Regions from separate parts of the Capsicum annuum genome. Here region 2 is linked to region 1. Evidence: chromatin contacts called from public Hi-C data. All regions are on one chromosome and are shown on one strand. Each heading gives the region's core, a stretch centred on a gene start, on an enhancer-like site or on the middle of the called end of the contact. The rest is flanking DNA. Distances are from core to core; before and after follow the strand shown. Region 1 overlaps LOC107850648 (pentatricopeptide repeat-containing protein At5g04810, chloroplastic). Region 2 holds the start of LOC107849590 (transcription repressor OFP13).

What was found. Hi-C and Micro-C count contacts between places; a contact is called where the count stands out from the background.
Region 2: a Hi-C map of placenta shows a contact between it and region 1, with 4 times the contacts expected there. The contact joins the promoter of LOC107849590 here to the enhancer-like site in region 1. A contact is called at or near these places in 3 of 5 Hi-C or Micro-C datasets (leaf, pericarp and placenta).

Annotation. Positions count from the first base shown.
Region 1 is chr12:23,735,473-23,740,785 of UCD10Xv1.1, forward strand. It overlaps LOC107850648 (pentatricopeptide repeat-containing protein At5g04810, chloroplastic), which reads left to right. Exons shown (of 13, transcript XM_016695327.2): 10 at 1-35; 11 at 37-75; 12 at 78-428; 13 at 430-777. The coding sequence ends at 513. Among protein-coding and RNA genes, the nearest start is that of LOC107850648, 12 kb to the left of the region's middle. Within about 2 kb of position 2,464, at least 1 of the 5 cell types and tissues checked has an H3K27ac peak or open chromatin away from gene starts, as enhancers often do. A contact at or near this core is called in pericarp, where this site is marked.
Region 2 is chr12:23,792,170-23,797,482 of UCD10Xv1.1, forward strand. LOC107849590 (transcription repressor OFP13) reads left to right here and starts at 2,428. Exons shown (of 1, transcript XM_016694149.2): 1 at 2,428-3,770. The coding sequence starts at 2,900. The coding sequence ends at 3,664.

The DNA.
Region 1 (5,313 bases), core at 1,214-3,713:
CAATTGCAGAGATGAAAAGGGTTGGGGTTAAACCTAATGTTAAAACCTACACCACTCTCATACACGGTTGGGCACGGGCTTCACTTCCCGAAAAGGCTTTAAAATGCTTTGAAGAGATGAAGCAATCTGGTTTGAAGCCAGACAAAGCCGTATATCATTGTTTAATGACATCACTGTTGTCAAGGGCCACAGTTGCTGAATCTTACATTATAGCGGGGATCCACCGCGTTTGTGAGGAGATGGTTGAGTCTGGATTGACTGTTGACATGGGAACTGCAGTTCATTGGTCCAGATGCTTGCGCAAGATTGAGAGGACCGGAGGTGATTTAACAGAAGCACTTCAAAAGACCTTCCCTCCTGATTGGAATTCCCACAGAAATCTTAATGCAGCTTCAAATGATACTGGGAATAATGAAGGGTTAAGCGACGACTTTTATGATGATGGTCCACTCTACGAGTCTGACAGTGACATTGACAGTGACGATGATACGAACGCTCCCACCTTATAATTAGAAGGTAGCTTGATGAAATTCGGTAACCGCGCTCTCCCTCCAGTTTAGATGAATTAGGTTGAGTTATTTGTGTAGAAAAAGAGGTGTTTATATGTAGATGAAATTTGATACTAGTTGTGTCTTCAGGTTGTCTGATCAACATGGCAAACTTCAATCTATTCTTCTTGTAAATGTCTTTTTTTCTTGAAGATATTGTAGCCAACAGAAATCATTTGTCTTTTGACCTGTTATGTATATTGCAGCTAATGCACTGCCCCTTTTTTAATATATATATATATATATGTATAGATAGATAGATAGATATAGATAGATATTTTTTTATAACGGTAGTGTCCAGACCAAATACGATTTTTTTAGGTGCTTTAATCGCTATAGGCAGGAGTTAGTATGGAAAAATTCTCTGTAAGGTTTGAAATGGTGAATTGAGGTAGAAAACCATCTCATCCTTGTGAGCAAGATGATAGGTTTTTGTTGTTCCCGCTAAGCGAAGATCATTAACCGCTGAGTCACATTCTTAGGTGCAAGGCACTTCATTATAGCTATGAACTCTTACTTTTTAACAACTCTGTTAGCTTTTACTTGTCATTTTTGACATATCAAGAAAAGATAATTTTTTTTTTTCTATTTTACCCTTAGCATTAATTATTTTTTTCTTTAAATTAATTTCAAGACACAGTGTAAATATCATTTAATAGGGGTATTATGATAAAATGATCATATTATTAATTATTTTTCTTAATAAGTGTGTCTTCTCAATTTGTGAGGAGTAAAACCGAACGGAGGGAGTAGTATAGTTACTTCATAGATTCCGGCTCCAAAGCATGAGAATTGTCTGTCTTGGAAAAGTTATTGCCAAATATCACAAATTTCAAAAGTTTTGTTTCAGAAATTTCGTGTTCAATTAAATACCGACATGTAAATTGAGACGAATGGCATAGTATGGGGTAATTGGAAACCTTGAAAATAAGGTACAAGATCTACTAGTTTTGTCTAAGGCAAGTTTGTACCAACAAAATATGATACTAGAAATTATGTAGCGTAAGATTGTTACTAGAAATTTGGACATTCCTCCTTGGATTTTACTATGTTCTGAAAAAACATGCTGTAACAATTTCTATTGCCAAAATTTTAAAAAGAAAAAAAAAAGGAATTGTACTGTATTCCATTTAACCATACAAACAATTTATATACGTGTAAAAGGTAAGAGATGAAAAAGGAAGGGAATAGGAATCTTGCTTATACAAATGCAATGAGACGAGAAAAATGGAAATACTAAAAAGTCTAGTTCAAAATTATTGAAGTGTAAAAGATTGTTAATAAGTTTAGTTCAAAATTGATAGGTCCCAAAAGAATTTCTTTTAAGTGTAAAAAAATTATAGTTAAAACAACAATTTAAAGCGGGAAATTTTAAGTGTAAAATATGATAAAATAGTCAAAACTTCCTTCTAATTAGTTTTTTTTTTAATGAAAGTGTGAAAGAGAAATACGACATATAATTTGAGACGGAAAGTTTATTATCATGTTATAGCGAATTGTCAGAATAACTTTGTAATTACTACACTAATTAGTACTCCCTCCATGCCTAAATACAAGTCACATTTTTGGGTTGCACGCTCTAAGAAAAACATTAACAAGAGCATAATTTGATTAAATTACCCTCAATTATTACTCATCTATATTTAATACTTCTTTCTTTTGAATCATATTAATATCTCTCCATATTTATGACTAAGGAAAAAAGTCTTAACAAACAATTACTTATGACTTGATTTTCTAAAATGATAAGTGTCATGCAAGTATCTATTTTTAGTAAGCATGACAAGTATTTAAAAACTGAGGAAATAGTAATTACGTTTAAGAATTTGGCTGTTCTTAATCTAGAACTGTCCCCCATAATTATCTCTTTCCTAAAGTATGCTAAGTAAAGTTAGGTTTAATTTATTGATTAATTAGTCACAAGTCACAACCCCTTAATTGACTTCTATTATTAATTGGCTGTTCTTAATCAAGAACTGTCCCCCTTAATTAGTCACATATCTGTTCAACACTCAAATTCTTCAATAATTATCTGAATTTGGTCATGCACATCTTTTATATGGGGGACATTATGAATGGTGGTTATCTTTCAAAATCTTTTTAATTAATAAAAACTTAGTAGTAATATTTTTGGTCAATCAATTATTAATAAATTCTTATTTTGATTATATTTAACCATCTATTCATTAAAAATATATACTTACGTTCTTTTTACGTAAAAAATATGTTATCTTTAGACTAATTTTAAAAATATGTTATTTTTAATTAACTAAAGTAACCATATAAAGTTAACATAATACATGCATGCACGGGCAAACACACGACGGAAGGGTTTATAATATATAATTCAGCAAATTTATGATTATTCACCAGCAAATTAAATGAATCAAAGTGCACATTTCAAAAAATTAAAATTAAATGTGCTTATTTAGTCATATATATATATATGTATATATATATCACAAGGACTAAATTGAGTTTATCAACTAATCAGGCACTAAATTAAAGTGCTATTAACTCTTTTAGTTATTTGAAAGTAACCTATGGAAACAATTAAAGCTATATAATATAGTTGAACTCCAATCATAGAATTAAGGTCAATGTACCATAATGTGTTGGGGTAGAGAGGGGACAAAACAGTTCATATACATACATTTTTGCCCCTTGAGAAAATATTTTAAAAAATAAATCAAGATTATGAAGATAAGAATCTCAAATATTCCTAAAAAAAAAATCTTATAATTAATCACACGAGGGAAGTATCAGAAGAAATTTCTTGACAATTTAAAAATAATTGAGACTAGAATAAAATAGCCTAATCTTGTTGGAACTTTGTACTTAGATAGTTGGATATGCTCTTTGAACTTGTAGTTCCAAATGATTTATAATGATAACAAGGTGATGTGTTACATATTTATATTATCATTATAGCACATATCCTATGGAGTTGTATCTAATTATTTATTTAGCATCATATGTTTGAACCAAATTCAAACACCCCCACCCCCCTCCAAAAAAAAGAGACAAAAACACCTCACCAAAATAGAAAAAGAGGAAGATCAAATAGAATATTTCTGGTTGAGAGATGTTAGCTAACATGAAAATTAGTGCATGGTTGGTTGTTGCACATTTTATTTTAATAAAAATTCTGGTCTTCTTTTGATGCTTCGGAGAGGCTTAAGGATTTATAATAATAGTATTAGAAATTCTCTAACAATTTAACATATTATGAGGAGTTATTATGAATTAATAAATTTTATATTTGCTGTCAGCCTATTATAATTAGGACGGAGTCATGAATTTGATTCAGAATATGAAGAAGAAAGCATATGCATAAAATAGTCAAAGGGAATTCGATAATATCAATTATATATATATAAACATAAAATCATATATAAATAGGTCGATGAACCTCCTCTACTTTATTCTGCTTCTGGCTCTGTCCTTGATTACAATACTCCTCCTTCATTCGTATTTGAGATGACAATAAAAACAAACTCACACAATGAAATTGGATAAGAATTTGTTTATATTAAACATTAACTATATATTTCAAAATTAATAATCAAATAAATTGTAGTAGAATGTCAAACACCAAACTGTGAAATTCATATCTTGGATAACCTTTTGGGTATGGAATTGTATAGAGGTGGGAGCTGGGCACTTGTTTTTGGTCCACAAGTTAAAAGAAATAGCCTCTATATTTTAGGTTGCAACAAATTAAAATTGTTGATTCACTATTATTAAGCTAAAATCCATTTTTTCAATTATGACAAACCTTTTATCAATTAGGCTGTTCTAATCATCATTATATTGCATGCATGCTTGCATGGAAAAATATGCATCTGATAATGATGGACCCATTTTTCTTGTCTTTCTTAAGCTACGCTCAAAGATCTTTTGGCTTAATAGATGCACAAAAGTACAAATTATTTTATCAAATGATAAAAAGAAATCATGAAGTGAAATGTTTACTGATAAATGAACTAAACTAAATCCTGAGTCATTTTATATAAATTACTATCGGGTTATTGATTAATTCATCATAAAAATTAGTCAAGTCAAAATCAAATCAATAACTCAATAACCTGTGACAGAAAACTAATACTCGAATCAATAATTACCCAATAACTTGGGATATAGTAAATTGATACCGAACCAATAATTACTGAATAACCCGAAACAGTACGTAAACTGATACCCAAACCAGTAAACCAATAACTCAACAACCTAATTATAAGTTTGGATTACTGGTTTAACCGTTAATTTGCACAATCCTATACACAACCTTTTAAATTTGTCTGTAAATTTTATTTAGATATCTTAACTACGACTTATTTTAATTGAGCACTAGAGCACATAAAATATATTCATAATAGGCACTTTCAATTCAAAATTTGAAAAAGATTTTGTGTTTCTTCTTCAACGTCTATTAGGTAGTTAGCTAGTTAGTTAAACACAGTAAATATGATATCTCGTTTAATCGTACACATTATCAGTCTCAATTAACGAAATAAGCATAAGGTTCAAAATTAATACGTATAATTAAAGAGTATGGAATATTTTAAGTAGTTGAATTATTTACATAATGTGCCATTGAGAGCAAATAAACAAAGGTCATCTATGTACTAAGCCAATTTTCTCTTGAAAAAAAAAAATGACAATATTAAAAATGTGTATAGTTTGTGTGTGCGCAAATAAACAGTGCAATCAGGGGTGAAACTATCTTTGGGTTAGAGAGTTCGGATTGGAAAAAAATTATGTT
Region 2 (5,313 bases), core at 1,178-3,677, 57 kb after region 1:
GATGTGCAGTCTGTAAAGAACTTAACTAGATGTTTTGAACAATTTTCAATTACTGCTGAATTACAGGCTAACCATACAAAGAGATCAATATATTTTAGTGGGGTTAAATATAAAATAAAGGATCAAATATTATAGATGACTGGCTATGTGCAAGGATCTATGCCTTTTAGGTATCTGGGGGTTCTTCTGAGTTCCAAAAGAGTATCCATTGCATAATGTCAACATTTGTTATAGAAGATGTTGGTCAGGATCAATTCTTGGACATAAAGTATCTCTCTTATGCAGGAAGAGTGCAGCTCATCAAAAGTGTCCTATTTTCTATTCAGACATTTTGGTCTCAGGTCTTTATACTTTCCAAGAAGTTAATCCAGCTATTAGAAGACACTTGCAAAAAATTTTTGTTGACTGGATCAACTTACAACTCCAAGAAAGCTCTAATAGCATGGGACAAACTCGGCACTCCTACTACTGCAGGGGGTTTAAATTTTATCTCCATGGCAGTGTGGAATAAGGCAGCAATTGTAAAACTACCATGGAACTTGTGTAAAAAAAAAGATACACTATGCATATAGTGGGTGCACAACTACTATATTAAAGACGGAAGGATATGGAATTTTATGCCTATGTAAGCATCTCGGGTACTAAAGAAAGTGTTCAAAGAAAAAAAGTACTTTATTGATGCTAGTATAAGTTGTGAAGAAGTGATGAGCCTGGACCATTACTCCATCAAAAATATGTACAAGAAGTTACAGGGTATTTTTTCAAAGGTCCAATCGAAGAGGTTGGTTTGTAACAACGTGGCACCAAAGTGGATCTTCATCCTTAGGCTAGCTATTATAGAAAGATTGTATACAGAAGATAGGCTTCACAAATGGGGTATGGACATTTCTTTAGTGTGTTGCCTGTGCAATGAAGCTGTGGAAAGTCATGACCACTTGTTTTTTGAATGTCCATTCTCAAGGAAGGTCTGGACAATGCCGTTAAGATGACAAGGAATCACAAAAATAATAAGCAGATGGACTGATGGGATTACATGGATGGGATCTTATGTTGGTGGGCAATCGGCTACTGCTCACATCTTAAAGATGAGTCTGACAGGTTGTATTTGTCAACTCAGGATGAAAAAAAAACAGACTTTTCTAGAAGAAGGATGCCACAGTGCAGATGTTGATTAGGAAGATAATATAAGATGTTTTTCTATGTTGCTCAGAAGCAGGTCAAGCTAGTCAGGAATTTAGAAAAGCTGAATTTTTATCCTGTTTAGCTCCATAGTAGGTAGAATGTTACGTACTAAGCTGTGTTATCAAACTTAGATTGTAATGTGCTGTAATGATCACTTTGGTAATAAAATGAAGATTAGTTACCAAAAAAATGAATGCAAGTATTAGTTATGCATAGTCTAAAAAATTATATCAAATACGGTACTAGCAGTACAAAAGACTAATACATGCATTATTTTGTCTAATACACTTTAACAAATAATATCCTAAAGTATCCTAATTTTTGAGTTTCATATCTAAACTATCAAATGTGTGAAACTCAAATAATTAATTATTTATTAATATTTTGCTAACTAGTTGGTAATAGTTCAGGTAGAAAACTCACACACATGATAGTTCAGATGTGAAACTCAAAAAGTTGAAATACTTTAGGTGTGTTTTTCCTTTTCACGCATGATCTATCACCATTTATATTCTTTTTTTACCTGAATATCACCATCTATGTATTAAAACACATCTTGAAACTGATTAATCTAAGTATTAATTATATTTTTTTCTACCTGAACAATATCACCATCTATGTATTAAAACACACGTCGAAGTTGAATAGGTCAACTATAAGGTATTCCCTTTTTGTACATGAACTATTACAATCTACTCAAATAAATTTGCTTCAATACCTATATTATGATAGCTTAAGTAGGAAAAGAGAATAATTGATAATTGACATGTAAAATCCTCAAAGAAAAATGATAGTTTAAATGTGATTTTGACCATTATCTCTTTCAGAAAATCAAGATATAATCATCTATATTATCACTTTTACCTTTAATAAAAGTAGAGAGAAATTAATGTGGTGAAAAAGAGAAAGGTATTAAATTGAATCAAATAAAATAACAATATGTTTAGCATAGTTTATAAAGTGGATTTCGGAGAGAGTAAAATGTATACAAACCTTATCACCACCATACAGATCTAACACAATTAGAAAGAAAAAACATGACAAATAAAATAAACCGAAAAGAATATAAAAATAAAATTTAAAGAGAATAAACAAACCTTATCAGTATCACAGAGATCTACCACAATTACTTTCTTAATTGTGTAAGAAAAACATGAGAAGTAAAATAGACAGAAAGGGATAGAATTCGCAGTTCCAATAAGTTGTTTTACTGCTATGTTCATTTCTTGTGATGGTGCATTTATTATAACCATTAAATTTTTCAAAAAAATGCATACATACAATTAAACAACACACATGAAATAGACTTACCCACCACCCCCTATTTCCTCTCCACCTTCCTGTCACCTCTCTCTCTCTTTATATCTCCCTTCTCCCTTGCTATTCCTCTTTATTATCACCATTAATACCATCCAAAAAAGTCACAACTTTTTGAAATCCCAAACCACTAGAATCTACAAACTACTCAAAAAGTTCTTTTTATCCCAAAACCAATAGAACTTACAAACTAACCAAAAAGTTACATTCTTGAAAAGAATCACAACGTTAGAAACTACCCCAAAAAGTTGGAATTCTTGAAAAATATCACAACTTTTTTTTTTTTTTTTATCTCAGAAACCATTAGAAACAACCCAAAAAGTTAGAATCTTGAAAAAAAAAATCACTTTTTTTTGTACCAAAAGAAGTTAGATTCTTGAAAAATACTACCAACTTTTATATGGGCAAGAAAATGAATCTTGGTTCATGGCAATGGCCTTCTTGTGCACACACCAAGACTCTATCATTCAGAGCAAATGCCAACAACAGCAACAACATTTTCAAGACTATAAATTCAATATTCTTAGACCCTTGTAGTACTGATCATCATCAACATGGGGTTGTTGAAACTGAAACAACACCAGAATCTTGGTTCACAAATTCCTCAGAATCAGCTAGTTTTTCAACAGAGTCTGATGAAACAGGTGAACCATTAATGGAGTTGATCATCAAAGGTGTTCGTTCAGAACGACTGTTTTTTGAGCCAAATTGCACTAGCTCGTTAATCTTGGATGAACAAAAAGTAAATCAAGATCAAAACCAAAATCAAGAACCAAAGAAACTAGAACAAGAAGAAGAAGATGATGTTGATGATGATGATCAAGAATTGCCATTTAAGGAAAGTGTGGCATTGGCAATGGAATCAGAGGATCCATATTTGGATTTCAAGAAATCAATGAAGGAAATGGTGGAAACAAATGAGATTAAAGATTGGGAATCTTTACAAGAGTTATTGAGATGGTACTTGAAAATGAATGGGAAAATAAATCATGGATTTATTATAGGTGCTTTTGTGGATTTGCTTATTGAGGTTTCTCCTCCTACTTGTGATTCAATTACTTGCTATTCTTCTGCTGCTTCTTCATTTTCTGCCCCTTCTTCTCCTCTGTCTTTAGTAGGAAATAAAGAGATTGAGGAACAAGAAAAAGGGAGTAGTAGTAGTTAGTTCTTTAGGAGAGTTAAATTACTCAATTGTGATTTTGTGTACATTATTGTAATTGTGTTTAGGTTAAAGAGGAAAGAAGATTTATAAATATTGCAAATGGTGTTTATCATTTTTGCTCCCTTTTTAAGCCCTTTCTCCCGGTAAAGAACAAAGGGTAAAGTTGTTGTTACGCGATTAAGGTTGCAGATTTTCGTTCTGGAAATATACTTTTGTAGAAATGCAAGATAAGACTTTATACAATAGATCGTTGTGATCCGATCCTTTTCTAAATCCATTCATAATGGGAGCTTAGTGCACCAAGCTCGTGGTTCTCCATTCTCAGGGGCCGAGTGTGCCACCATAGCGAAAATGATGCCTCAGTTGTCATCGCATTGCATGGCACTCCTAGGTCATTCTGGTGTTTTCAATAGATCGTGATGTGTCTTGAGATGATCGTCTCCGATTTCCGATTCCCGTGTTTTCTGCCCGTATTCTTTCCTATGGAGATGAATTGATTTCTTTCTGTTCACTTTCGTGATTTCTTCTACACTAATCCCGTGGACTTTGTTAGGCATATTTAAGTCTGAAAGTTACAAGATTTCATATATACAATAACATATTCAATGTAATCGTATGAGCGATTTCACATGTACATTATTAATTGCTTAGGTCAAAGGGGAAAAAGTGTACATATCGCAGATAGAGATCTATCAAATTTTCTCCTTTTTTTAACCCCATCCCCTTCATTAAACTAAGTCAACATAACATTTCTGAGTGAATATTCCAAATCAACTTAAAACTAGTGCAGTCATAATAGAAGTTTAATGTTTCCTTGATTCTAAGATGTGACGATTTCAGCATCACCTAATCTTACATGGGAATTGAAAGTACACACATCTAACTGAACAGAGAAAAGAAAAATAATGTACCTACCAATTAAGATCAAGAAAATTCTAACAAATATATCAGATTCCTTGACATGTTATCAGTTTCAAAGTACTATAGCTTCTGTGTTAAGAACATTACAAATTGAACTCATTGAGTTTAAATCGTGAACACGCCTCTAATTTTAATAACTCGGGAATCATGGACCTTCTAGAGCCTTTCATTAGAGTGATGTTTTATTTTTTTGCACAGTATAATTGTACCTTACCATGACTAATAGTACCTTCCTATTGAGTTTGACATACCAACAAACACTACCTTCTCTGCCTTGTCATGGATTAGATGATGTTTGGCAACACTAAATGAAGCACAACAGTTACTTCTTCTACTTCAAGTTATCTGTCGCTTTTTTTCTAAAAGAAAAATTATCTCAAATTTTTTACCGTTGTAGATATTCAAGACAAAATTAATTTTTCTTTTTTTTTCTCATTTTAGCTTAGTATATTTTTTTCTTGAAGACTACAAAGTCCTTATTGGGTGTTATTACTTCTTAAGGTTGTTAACTTTAACTTATTTCTGGGTGTCAATTTAAATTTTTCAACTCATTTCTGTTGATATGCTGGGAAGGTGACAATTGCATATTCATCAAAAAATTCATCTTAAAGAGGATAAAAGTCGCCGCAAATATAATTTAAATTTTAAGCTTGAAGTCGAATCCACGAAAAATTAAGGTTTAGCTATAATCATTCAATATATATCAGTAATATCACTAAGAGGACATGTTT